Regions from separate parts of the Mus musculus genome. Here region 1 is linked to region 2. The links are chromatin contacts, called in public HiChIP or PLAC-seq maps. All regions are on one chromosome and are shown on one strand. Each heading gives the region's core, a stretch centred on a gene start, on an enhancer-like site or on the middle of the called end of the contact. The rest is flanking DNA. Distances are from core to core; before and after follow the strand shown.

Region 1 (2,700 bases), core at 64-2,563, 97 kb before region 2:
CCAGGTCAAAGGGCTATGGACTGGATGGATGGAACCTTTGACATCATAAGCCCAAATAAACTTTTCCTCCTTAACGTTGCTGCTCATGTCAAGGGTCTTGTTATATGAATGGGAAGCTAACACAAAAATTCTTTATCGGAATGTGTGCAAGCCCAGTCTAGCTTTCAGCTGGTTCTATCCTGCCTTGTCTTTCTGCCTCAGTTTCCCCCATCTGTTTAGTGGATGCTGCTTTCCTTCTGCTTCTTGCTCCTGGCTTTATTTCCCCCTCCTTTGACAGTGTTTAGCTACTTTGAAGGAACAACGCTCGCTCCTTCTGGACCAATCAGTGCCAACATGCTGCCTCCTGCCCTCCCTAGCACACATACATGTTCATGAAGTCAGGAAGATGGCTGTTAACGAACCCCTAGGTTAATCACACAGATAGGAAGAGACTTCCCAGAGTCACAGGGCTCTGCCTTCTGCACAGGTCAGAGGGTTTGTTCCCCCAGCCACCTATGACAAGAGAGCCTTGGCTCCCGCAGTGGGGACTGAAGCAAGCTCTCAATGTGAGTTTGCCTCACCTTCAGCAATCATCCCTCAAAAGCAGAGAGAGGCACCTCGAGCCCTGTGGTTATCTGGCCAACACCCCTAGGCCTGCATTGGCTTGGTCTGTCCTCCCCTCATGCCAGCCCTGAAGTCTCTGCCACTAGCTTCATTTCCTCCTCCCTAGCAGGTTGTGGCCCAAAGTTGGCAGCCACTCAAAGCCTATGATTTCAATTTCCCCTTCTTTGCTTTCTCATGATCTTGGGGTTCTCAAGGTCTGGAAGGTGTCCTGAAAGGCCATCCCAGGAGGGTAGAGAAGCAATTCCACAACTCATGGTCCCCAGTGTCATATGCAGAGATTTGACTTTCAAGGGGAGGCCCTGGTGGCTTCTAGCAGAAAGCCTGTTAACTGATTTTGGCTTATAGCCCCCTGGAGCAGTTTCCTCAAACGCTTGGGCTGGGATAGGGTAGGGTGGGGTGTGTGGATGTTGCCTAGGGCAGAGAACTATGCCGCGTTCACGTTCCCTGCTGACTTACTGTTGGTTTGAGATGTCTGGACTAGAGTCCACACACAATTCTTCCTTTTGTTTCCTCAGCCTTGCAGAGCGAGCTTCCTTCTGAAAGGCATAAAGCTCTCTTTCTTCAGCTCACAGGGGCTTCTGGGGCTGCCTGTCGCCACCGCCACTGCCACCAGCTTGCTCTGCCCGGCTCAGTCTCTGATCTACATGCCTGGGCACAGCCCCAGGCACCACTGGCTGCTACAGCTCTGCTACCCTGCAGCCAATGCTCTCAAGGCCTGTACTGGGGTGGAGACTTCCATGGCAGGATGCCAGTCCTGGTTCTTAAAGTCACAGAGCCCTCTAAGGTTACTTCCCTTTGCGGGAGTTTCTTGCTTTCCCCGGGCAGCAAGGAAGCATGACACAAAGGCATGGCCATGATGATTGGAAAACCTGCTGCAGCAGGGTGGAAGTCCCAAAAATTCTAATGTCACAGACCTAGGAACTCACGTAAGCCCTGAGGAGTTTCACAACTACCCTGGTAATTCCCGTGTGAAGCCAGACTGGGATTGCTGTCTGTGCTGTCCAAATGTCAGACTGCACTGGGTCATTTGAGGTACAGGCGAAAATGCAGGTGTTGACCCGAGCGAGAGTCAGGCTCTTGCAGATCAATGGCTGCTAGCCCTGGGGCTGTGCTGGGTTAGGCAGGGTAAGTTGCTCTCCAGCATTCAATGTTCCCTGGACTCATCTGAGATAATAGGAACGCAACACTAGGCCAGTCTCTAGCACTCAGACTATGCTTGAAAGACACGGGCAGGCCTGTGGGGGTTTTTCCTCCCTTGGTCTGAATGCTTCCTCTGAGGAAGAGCAGGTTCTGCTTTCTCTTGCCTCAAAGCTTTCAGGACTTCCCTTCAGAGCCAGCCTTAATCCCAACCACACAAGGTTCTAAAGCAGATGGTGCCAGCCAGTCTCTGTGGTTTCACCTTCCCTACCGCTCCCGAGCCTCATACCCCAACCCCAGCACAAACCACACACGTAAGCACAGTGCAGGTCCTTTTGGTGCCAGCCTTGGCATGTCTCTTCTTGGGTCACTTTTCTAATTCTTTTTCTCCAGTTGGTTAACTTCTCCCCCTCCTGGAGGAATTGGGATGGGTGTGCCTTGCCCTTTGTTATAAGACAGAGAGAAGACACCATCTGCACCCCACGACCACCACCAAAACCAAAAACCCAGACTTCCACAGGATACTTGAATCCACTGGCACCTTGATCTTACTTAGCCTTCCCAGTCTTGACTTGTGAGAAATAAATTTCTGCTCTCTACAAGCCATCCAGCTTGTGGTATTTTGTCATAGCAACCTGAATAAATGGAGACAAAGACATTGTGCTGAGTGAAATAAGGAGAATGTCTTAGTTAGGGTTTTACTGTGAACAGATACCATGACCAAGGCAGCTCTAATAAAGGACAACATTTAATTGAGGCTGGCTTACAGGTTCAGTCATTATCATTAAGGCAGGAGTATAGAACCATCCAGGCAGGCATGGTACAGGAGGAGCTGAGAGTTCTACATCTTCGTCCGAAGGCTTCTAGGAGAAGACTGGCTTCCAAGCAGCTAGGATGAGGGTGTTAAAGCCCAGGCCTACAATGACACACTTCCTCTAATAAGGTCACAACCCCTCCAAC
Region 2 (2,700 bases), core at 187-2,686:
CTCCAAATTATGTCTTTAAGTCTGTTGATGCACTTTTCTTTTTTTAATGTTTCATAAGGTGGTGTTTGTGAGGGAAAGAGTTAACTCTTTTAGAGTTTAGGCTCAGGTTCTGGTTTGGTGTCATTTTTCTGTTCTAACCAGAAATGCCCAAACTCTGGTCTACCAGGCTGCTCTTCTAGCCCTCAGGAGCCACAGGGACCTGTCCATGTACAGCAAGCAGCAGTTGCTTCTGAGAATCCGAGTACTTAGCCACCTTAGCAGTAATTGTGCATACTTCCATTATGTCAGCATAGAACTATTATATGAATTTTCCTTCCCGACTGGCTCTGTCTAGTCATGATCTCAGGACCAGCACATCTAGGCATGTGGTTTATAATGTTAGAAGGGAGAGGAACTCCAGTTATCTTATTCAGACTTTCATAATAAAAATACCATTGACATATAAGTTGGGAATGGGGCTCACACTCATACTCACTGTACCTGAGAGGCCAAGTAGAATTGCTGCTGATGTGAAGCTAGCCTGAATTATAGGCCCACCTGAACAGCAAAGTGAGTTTATCTAAAGTGACCTTCTCTAAAACCAAAAATATGTTCCCAAACAATAACAACAACAAATTCAATAAATAGCCATGACTCCCTTCTGGAGGCTGAAATGCCCAGGATCAGACATTTTCAGCTGTAGTCTCTGGTGACTGATTTCTCATGTGGGAGAAAACAGAGCAAGAAAAGAAACATATTCTTTCCTGTCTCTTTTTAGAAATTATTTTTTATTTAAATGTTGACAATTTTATAGATGTATGTAGTATATTGTGAACATATCCATCATGTTATCCTCTTGTCAAACAAACAAATAAACAAACAAACAAACTGGTCAAAACATAGCATCAGGACAACCACATCTGCTTTGTTAACTGCCATACACACTGAGGAAGAAGAACGAGAGAGCCGTCTGTCTGTCTTCCCTAAGAAGTCAGGCCGTGCTGGAAATTTGAGTCAAAACTCCTCAAATGGGGCAGGTGAGGTGGTTTAACAGGTAAAGGTGCTTGCTGCAGTGACTGGAAACCTGAGTGGTCATGGGACCCACGTGGTAAAAAGAGAGACCTGGTTACCAGAAGATATGCTCTGCTTGCCACATACATGCCACAGCTCATACACATAAGTCAGTAAGTAATAAATGGAAAAAATGAAGACCCATATGATTGATTATTATTATATCATTTTTATTTTTTTACAGTCCAGTAGTTACCCCCTTCTACTCCGCCCTCCCACAGTTCCTTATCCCATTCCTGCTCCCACCTGTCTACACGAGGATGTGTCACCCCACCCCACCCCCACCAGGCCTCCCCATTTCCTGGGGCCTCAAGTCTCTGGAGGGTGAGGCGCATCTTCTCCCGAGGCCAGAGCAGGAAGTCCTCTCTTGTATATGTGCCCGGGCAGGGGTGAGGGAGACGGGGCTCGGATCAGCTTGTATGTGCTGCCTGGTTGGTGGCTCAGTGTCTGGAAGATCTCAGGGGTGTGAGTTAGTTGAGACTGCTGGTCTTCCTATGGGGTAGCCCTCCTTTCCAGCTTCTTCCAGCCTTCCCCTAATTCAACCACAGCCCTTTTCAGCCCACTGGTTGGGTGTAAGTATCTGTATCTGCCTTAGTCAGCAGCTGATCTTTTTACTAGGAACTCTACCTGCTACCTGCCCCCCCTCCCCCACTCATGTATTGAGAACAATGTAATTTTTAGTTTTCTTTCAGAATTTTGGACTTACACAGGCTTACTAACCCCTCTTAGCTGTGGGGAGAACTAGGAAAGGAGTGTGCTGGAGGAATACTCTGAATAGGAGAAGGAACAAAGATTGCTGTCCTCTTACAACCACAACCACAATAAAGTGCCATCACCTTTGTGGTGGGGACAAGGACAGTGACAGTTGTAACTGCTCCAGCCGTGTTGGCTCTGGTGCCTTGGCCCCAGGCCTGAAGCTCATCTTCTGAGCAACATGATTGGGACTTATTAAGCCTGTGACTGCTCACAAATGTAGAAAACAGTCATGAGTTGGTAATGTTTATTTCACCTCTATGGTGAAATAATATCTGTAAATATTTTAAGTCTTATTCTAATAGTGTTAGTATTTTTATTTGGAAGTTTGAGATCTTGTTCTTGAGGCTAACAATTTAATTAAGAAAAAAATACAGTTTATTTTTAGCACTTCATGTTCAAAGGCTTTAATTGTACTGACAAAACAATAGCATAGAAGTGAGAACTGTTGAGACTCACATGTTTGATTATGTGTTTGTTTCAGAATCTATGTGAGTGTAATACAATATTACTGTTTGCTTCTTAAAAAAATCCTTTCCCTGTCTTAGTTACTGTTCTATTGCTCAGAAGAGCCACCATGACCAAGGCAGCTCTTGTCAGAGAAAGCATTTAACTGGCTGAGTCCATCATCCTGGCAGACGTGGTGCTGGAGCAGTGGAGCGAGCTTTACATCCCGATCCACAGGCAGCAGGCGTGGCAGTGGGCTGCAGACACTAGGCCTGCTGTGGGCTTTGGAAGCTCACAGCCCATGGAGGCAGCTCTCTCCAGTACTTTTCCCAGCAAAGTCATGCTTCCTAATCCTTTCCAAACAGTTCATCAGCTGGGGGCGAACCATGCAAATATATGACCCTATGGGGGCCTTTTTTTATTCAGAACACTGCATACCCCAAACAGAAA

What was found. HiChIP or PLAC-seq counts read pairs in DNA pulled down with a chosen protein or histone mark.
Region 1: a contact with region 2 is called in a CTCF HiChIP or PLAC-seq map of CD8 T cells, with 7 read pairs. The contact joins the promoter of Dglucy here to the enhancer-like site in region 2. A contact is called at or near these places in 2 of 39 promoter capture datasets (both in the C10 cell line), 1 of 15 datasets of contacts at CTCF or cohesin (CD8 T cells), 2 of 115 datasets of contacts at active chromatin or transcription factors (CD8 T cells and heart atrium) and 3 of 9 other capture datasets (adipose tissue, liver and pancreatic islet).

What each region holds. Positions count from the first base shown.
Region 1 is chr12:100,777,670-100,780,369 of GRCm38.p6, reverse strand. Dglucy (D-glutamate cyclase) reads right to left here and starts at 1,313. Exons shown (of 13, transcript NM_145448.5): 1 at 1,060-1,313. Gm40558 (a long non-coding RNA gene) reads right to left here. Exons shown (of 3, transcript XR_872933.1): 3 at 2,625-2,656.
Region 2 is chr12:100,680,652-100,683,351 of GRCm38.p6, reverse strand. The region is part of intron 1 of Rps6ka5 (ribosomal protein S6 kinase, polypeptide 5); the gene reads left to right. Among named protein-coding and RNA genes, the nearest start is that of Rps6ka5, 43 kb to the left of the region's middle. Within about 2 kb of position 1,436, at least 42 of the 459 cell types and tissues checked have an H3K27ac peak or open chromatin away from gene starts, as enhancers often do. A contact at or near this core is called in CD8 T cells, where this site is marked.